Linked DNA regions of Danio rerio: region 1 is linked to region 2. Evidence: chromatin contacts called from public Micro-C data. All regions are on one chromosome and are shown on one strand. Each heading gives the region's core, a stretch centred on a gene start, on an enhancer-like site or on the middle of the called end of the contact. The rest is flanking DNA. Distances are from core to core; before and after follow the strand shown.

Region 1 (3,521 bases), core at 297-2,796, 50 kb before region 2:
ACCAAAATTGGGTTTTGTCATCTAAAGGCCTTGGCGATGTTAAATTGCGGAGCTTTATAATTTTTGTCGATGGGCGTGTCCGTGGCGGCCCCGCAAACTTTGACGATTCACCACAAAACCGGAAGTCATTATAACTTAGGCATGCATTATCCGATTTGCCTCAAAATTCACGTTTAATAAGAGTCCAGACTAGAACACGTTTACATGCCGATATTCAGATACAGTTATAGCGCCACCTGCTGGCCACAGGAAATGTCATGATTTACAGAGTTATAAACTCCTCACACAAATTTTTTCGTATCAGCACCAAATTTGGTGGGTTGTTAACTGAAAGCTTAAGTGATGATATATTGTGAAGATCTAGAGTTTTTGCAGAGGGGCGTGTCCGTGGCGGCATGACAAACCTCAACGCTTCGCCGTGAAACAGGAAGTCCTTATATCTCAACCACACAAAGTTAGATCAGCCTGAAACTTCACATGGCTCATAAAAGTCCTCTTCTGAACACATCCCCAAAACATTAATGAGTCAGTCATAACGCCATCTGCTGGCAGAAGGTAGATAGGCTTATAACTCAGCCAAACAACATCCGATCTAACTGAAACTTCACATGGTTGATTAAATTCCATTACTGAAGGCATGTACATGCCAATCTTAAGTCACAGTTATAGCGCCACCTGCTGGCAGATGGTAGTTTGCATTATAACTCAACCACACAAAGTCCAATCTGCCTGAAAGTTCACATGGTTGATAAAAGTCCTCTCCTGAACACATCTACATAACAACATTGAGTCTGTCATAGCGCCACCTGCTGACAAAAGGCAGTTTGGCTTATAACTCAGCTAAACAATGTTCGATCTGCCTGAAACTTCACATGGTTGATAAGATTCCTCTCCTGGTGACATCTACATGCCAATCTTGAGTCACAGTCATAGCGCCACCTGCTGAGAGGAGGAAGTTTGGCATAAATCTGTGATTTTCTCAGATTTTTTAAATATATCGGCTTAAATTATTACTGTTCGCTGTTCTCTGTCATCCTGAGGCCACCGGGCGGCGGTGAGCCCGGGTGCGAGGTCCCTATCATCGCTGCTTGCAGCTTTAATATAAGATTCTAACTCTTCTTATAGTACACAACAACTTTTACTTCAAGTGCTAAGAAACTAGCATTTGGTGGAATAACCCTGATTTTCAATCAAAGCGTGTGATTTGTTTATGGGGAGAAACACATTTCATCCTGACCTTTATAATCAGATATAATCAAATTGCATTTGAGAAAATCCAGCTTAAGGCGTCAGAGGCCTTAGACGTGACATGTCTTTTTGCTTTTCAACCAAAAAGTAACAGGTCCTTTGATAAAATACCAGGATATCATATCTTTGTTTGACTTCAATTGCAACGAACTGCCATTGCATAAAACCTTAGCACATTATGTCCCTAGTAAGTGACTGGAGGCCTGCCAGACAAAACAAGCAGATCCTCCTGTCAATCTGGAGCTTTACTCAGTGAAGTGGTTGCCAAGCAGAGATAATGCTAACACCGCAGCACAATGGCAGAGAAAACAAGAGCATGCGGCACGGTTAAATCAGCTCTAGGGGAATTTACACAGATGCTGTCATGTTAACAGAATGCTGCTTTTTTTGACTGTTCTGACATGCACTCGAGCACCACAGCGATTGTATACACAAGCACAGTTTAGAAACACCAACGTGTTCTTCTGTGAATGTTTGCAAAGCTAAAACCCGGTCTTTACTATGTTCAAGTGTTTAACTTCACTGCAGAACATGTTGTTCATATATGTATATATATTTATACAGTGGGTGACACTTTAAAAGGAGCATTAATGCTGCGAGTCGTACCGCCGCCACACTAAAGGCGTAAGAACGTGTTTTTAGGTAAAACCGCAGTTTGCGACTGTGTCGCCAGAAGGCACAAAGGGATAGGATGCGTACGAACAGAAATATAATTTGGCTGTAAATACCCTGCTACTTGTAAATGAAGATGAAACAATGAAACAAAGCATTATAATTCCTCCATTAATCATTAAAAACTTTTTAACAAGCTTTGTTATCATTGTTAACTTGTTAAGCGAAATGAGGATTCATTTTGGAAAGTAAAATTAAAGAAATAGATAAAACGAAAGTACAAACATAAATACAAATAAGTAGGCCTAAATATATAAATAAAGCAGTGTTTTACCCTAAATACAGAGATGTGCAGTATTTTTTATTTTAAAGTGATAGGACTAAGTCAGTATTTGTATTTATTTATTTGACGCTGGACTACAAAACAAATTTATTGTTGCATGTTTTTTTTCTTGTATGCCAAACATAATTAGATACATGATAGTTGGTAAATCTCCTACTGTGAATATATCAAAACATTTTTTTGTTGTTGATTATATGCAAGCTTAACTTAATTTGAACAATTTTAGAGGTGATCGTCTTAATATTTTAGTTTTTTTAGCACCATCAGATTCAAGATTTTCAAACAGTTCAAATATATTTTCATATCAATCTCAATTTCAGATAAGCGATGACGGTAATGATACTGTTGTTTTTGTGGTCCAGGGTCATATATTTTTTTATTTTACTTTCAATTTAGTTTAACTTTCTAGTTTTAGTGTATTTAGTTTAGTTACATCAGCAGAAAACTGTGCTTGATGGTATCATTTAGAATAAAAAATGACAGCAGTGTGTATTATTATTACTATCTAGTGGCATTTTTTTTTATTAATAACATTATAAAATACAGTATTTTTTTAAATTGTATAGTACTACTGCAGTAAGTAACATGTTGTTATAAATTTAATTGCCTTTTTGTTATTTAGTTTTTATATATAATAAACAGAAATTTTACACAGAAATTAGATACTTTCTATTTAATATTTCATTTTTAAAATGAAGTAATAAATAAACTGCTAAAAAATATTTTCTATTTTTTTTAGATCAGATTTAAACAAAGCTCATTAGCGGGTGCCCTTCCAGCTGCAACTTTGTTCTGGGAAATATCCATAGACACTCTTTCACATACATAAACTATGGCCACGTTAGTTAATAAAGTTTACCTATAGCGCATGTTATTGAACTGTGGGGGAAACCGGAGCACCCTGGGGAAACCCACGCCAACGCGGGGAGAATAATATTTTACTATTTTTCAAGACTTCTATACAGCTTAAAGGGCAATTTAAAGGCTTAACTAGGTTAATAAGGGTAACTAGGCAGGTTAGGGGAATTAGGCAAGTTATTGTATAACGATGGTTTGTTCTGTAGACTATCAAAATATATATATATAGGCTAAAGGGGCTAATAATTTTTACCTTAAAATGGTTTCTAAAAAATGTAAAACTGCTTTTATTCTAGCCAAAATAAAACAAATAGAAAAAGAAAAAAAAATATTATCAGACATACTGTTAAAAAATTTCCTTGATGTTTTGCTCTGTTAAACATCATTTGGGAAATGTTTAAAAAGACAAAAAAAAAATAAATAAATAAGAAATTAAAAGGGGTGCTAATAATTCTGATAT
Region 2 (3,386 bases), core at 19-2,518:
TTTGTATAATTCTGCGTTACTTTTTGGTTGGCCATCTGTTTGTTTCTCATGCGCCTCCTGCATACCTGTCAACATTGGGATGTGAAAATAAGGGATATGCCCAACATAAAAAAGGGCCATAATAAATTAATAGCTATTATAATGAAATAGAATCAAGCTAGCAAATGTCATTAGCCGTTTCTCCACTGTATAACTTACACATTCTGATTAAAGAGCAACGAATTAATCTCTCATTTATAAAGATTTTTTTATTACATTGAATAAGAGGTGTCACTTTAAAAATGCACACATCTAACGTTATAATGAAAGCATTCGACTGCTTTCCTAACTTTTATGCTCATTTAAGACAAAATTAGTTATGTTTGGGAAAAAAAAGATTAGGATGAATTAACCTTCAGAAAAAAACAACAGTCTTTGATGATTTTGTTGGTGTCTACTTAAAGAGTCACGAAACACCAAAACACATTTTTTGAGATGTTGAGCGTCATATATGTGTCCCACGCTGCTAAAAACACTATTAGGACACATCTATTTCTGCTGAAGTGGAGATTTATAGCTCAGTGTCAGAGAAAAAAAGCACATTTAAAAAAAAATGTTGGCAATGTAATTAAAATATACATACACAGGTTGTAAGAAGTGTATTTTTGGATGTTTTCTTTATATTAAACTGAAAAACTATTTTCTGAAAATGTTGGTAGTGCCAATAAATTATTTACAGCTGAACCCAAATGTTATGAGCAGATTTGTTTTTCACTTAGTTTACTATTTTAGTTTACTAGTAAAAAAATATGCTGTTTTAGCATTATTTTTTTATGCATAAACAGTTGCAATGAAATACACTTTCATTATTGACTCATCCCAAATTTAATGTAATAATAATGCAGTTTTACCCTCTACCACCAGAGGTCTTTGTGTCAGCTTCTCCAACCACAGAGAACTTACAGTACATCTGCCACTCAGAGACACCTTTAACACCTTCTTCCAAACAGCAACAGTTCAACATTTCAAATATAAAATCTCAGCATCTGAAGACAACCTAACTGTTAAGCATTCATTTAATAATTCTGATGATGGTCTTTCACCACATAATGATAAAAGAAGTATGCGGCTCATTAGAAAGCATGTCAGGTAATTGAAACGAATGGACCATGGCGGCATTCTCTTTTATAGCCAGCAGACCCAACAAAGGACTATTTGAACGTGGACTCCGAGACTTTAGGTGTGTCCGTTGCTGCCAGTCCTTTCTCAGCTTTACAGGGTGGTTTTTACAGCTTAGGTGCATGAGATGAAAGGACTTCTTTGGCAGGGATTCACACATTAGTGCCCTGCCTTATCGCAGACACAACCTGACCTTTGTTGAGCATAACATATTCTTATATTCTTATATTCATATATTTCCTGCCAGTGCTGAAAGAGCAGAAAAAAAAGAGAAGTTCTGGGATTCCTGAGAGTGACGTGCCGTGAGTGTGATGTTAATCACTTGGATTTGAAAACAGCACAATGGTTGCAGTTTAATGGAGTAAAACTAGGAGTGGAAAAGGGAGAGGCAGATCATTCTGTGTGAGCTCTATTACACCATCTCTACTGGAGAAACAGAGACTGCCCTTGGCTATATTCCCCTGTCTCATATATATATATATATATATATATATATATATATATATATATATATATATATATATATATATATATATATATATATATATATATATATATATATATATATATATATATATATATATATATATAGGCAAGAGTGTGTACGTGACATCTCTCAGATTTTTGAAGTGCGACAAAAAGCGAGCCTCTGTGTCTTCAAGAAAACATGAGGAAGTTCACTGATGTTGTTTTGACATCTTGATTATGAAGAATGTGGCTAGATTAGCTGTTTTTGTGCAAAATGTTTCAGGCCTGCTTTATTTTGGAAATGAAACTAGAGATGTGTGATATACAGTTGAAGTCAGAATTATTTGCGCTCTACTCATAACTCATTCAAAAACTGATTTATTTTATCTTTGCCATGATGACAGTAAATAATATTTGACTAGATGTTTTTCAAGACACTTATATACAGCTTAAATTGACATTTAAAGGCTTAAGTAGGTTAACTAGGTAGATTAGGATAATTAGGCAAGCTATAACGATGGTTTGTTAAAAAAAAAAAAAAAAAGCTTAAAGGGGCTAATAAATTTGACCTTAAAATGGTTTTTAAAATATTAAAAACTGCTTTTATTCAAGCCGAAATAAAACATATTGTCTGATGACTTATCTGAACCTGCTTTTTTGTGTATACCAGTTCTGTACATATATATATAAACAGCTGACCAATTTTTAAAACTACATTCTCATGAAGCTTTATTTGGGTTACTAATTATGTGTTTGAGTATAGCTTATTATTTCATAAGGTTTACAAACACAATACAAATGTTTTAACTTAAACAATTTATAAGAAGTAAAAAATATATATTTGATGGAATAACACAGATTTTTAATCACAACAAGTGAAAACATTCCCCTTTTGCCTGTATGATGTTTTTTTGAACTGAAAAAACATACATTAACCATCTTTTAAAGCCTTACATCTTTTTTGAAACCCAGTTGCCATGCAAATCTAGAAAATGAAACGTGACAAAGTATAATAAGCAAACAGTTCACAATGACTCATACCCAAACTGATGTCTAAATAAATACACGCACTCACATTCATAAACAAAGAGCTGTTAAACAAAAGCGTGTACAGATATAAAGGCCCTTTCTAAATCTCCTTGCTTGTGAACAACAAATTAATCTAACACTTCAGTATTTGTATAACATTAATCAGATGTGGCTACATTAATGAAGATGCGGAGGAGGAGGTGAAGCAACAATACAATTCAGCGCCTAATCGCAATCATGGGAGGTATGGTTCACTTCCAGGAATGTTCAGAGGCGACCACTTGGGAAACTAGAGTTCACTGTGATTCATGACATTCAAACATTTGTAATAGCATGGAGCAGGGTTTTTATCCGGTCCACCGATAATTAACTGAGAAGTGCTCTGTGCTGCTGGGAAAACCCTCAGTGTCCTTGAGCAAATGACTTTGCACATTGAATACATGCAAACACCTGCATGGGCACTCGTGACTGGGAAATGGCAACCGGTGAAACGAGATGACTAGATAAATGTTGATGAAATGTGCCCTTTAGATCAAGTGCAGACATTTCCATTTTCTCTTCATTTCCAGCGGGACGTTTCACTATTGACTGTGAAGTCTAAGCTTGTCCGGCAACGCTGATTTGTGTCTGTGCGCTGTCAATTATGCTGGAGTGACTCAGATGCCAGTGCTTCTTCGGGGATGCCCTTGCTGAGGATTACAGAGGAGCTCCCTATTGCCAATGCGATGGGA

What was found. A called contact is a pair of places that touch in the nucleus more often than the background predicts.
Region 1: a Micro-C map of caudal fin shows a contact between it and region 2, with 4 times the contacts expected there. The contact joins two enhancer-like sites. A contact is called at or near these places in 2 of 18 Hi-C or Micro-C datasets (caudal fin and embryo).

Annotation. Positions count from the first base shown.
Region 1 is chr20:40,968,211-40,971,731 of GRCz12tu, reverse strand. The region is part of intron 6 of aig1 (androgen-induced 1 (H. sapiens)); the gene reads right to left. Among named protein-coding and RNA genes, the nearest start is that of adat2, 71 kb to the left of the region's middle. Within about 2 kb of position 1,546, at least 7 of the 62 cell types and tissues checked have an H3K27ac peak or open chromatin away from gene starts, as enhancers often do. A contact at or near this core is called in caudal fin, where this site is marked.
Region 2 is chr20:40,918,198-40,921,583 of GRCz12tu, reverse strand. All of the region lies in intron 4 of aig1 (androgen-induced 1 (H. sapiens)), which reads right to left. Among named protein-coding and RNA genes, the nearest start is that of adat2, 120 kb to the left of the region's middle. Within about 2 kb of position 1,268, at least 10 of the 62 cell types and tissues checked have an H3K27ac peak or open chromatin away from gene starts, as enhancers often do. A contact at or near this core is called in caudal fin, where this site is marked.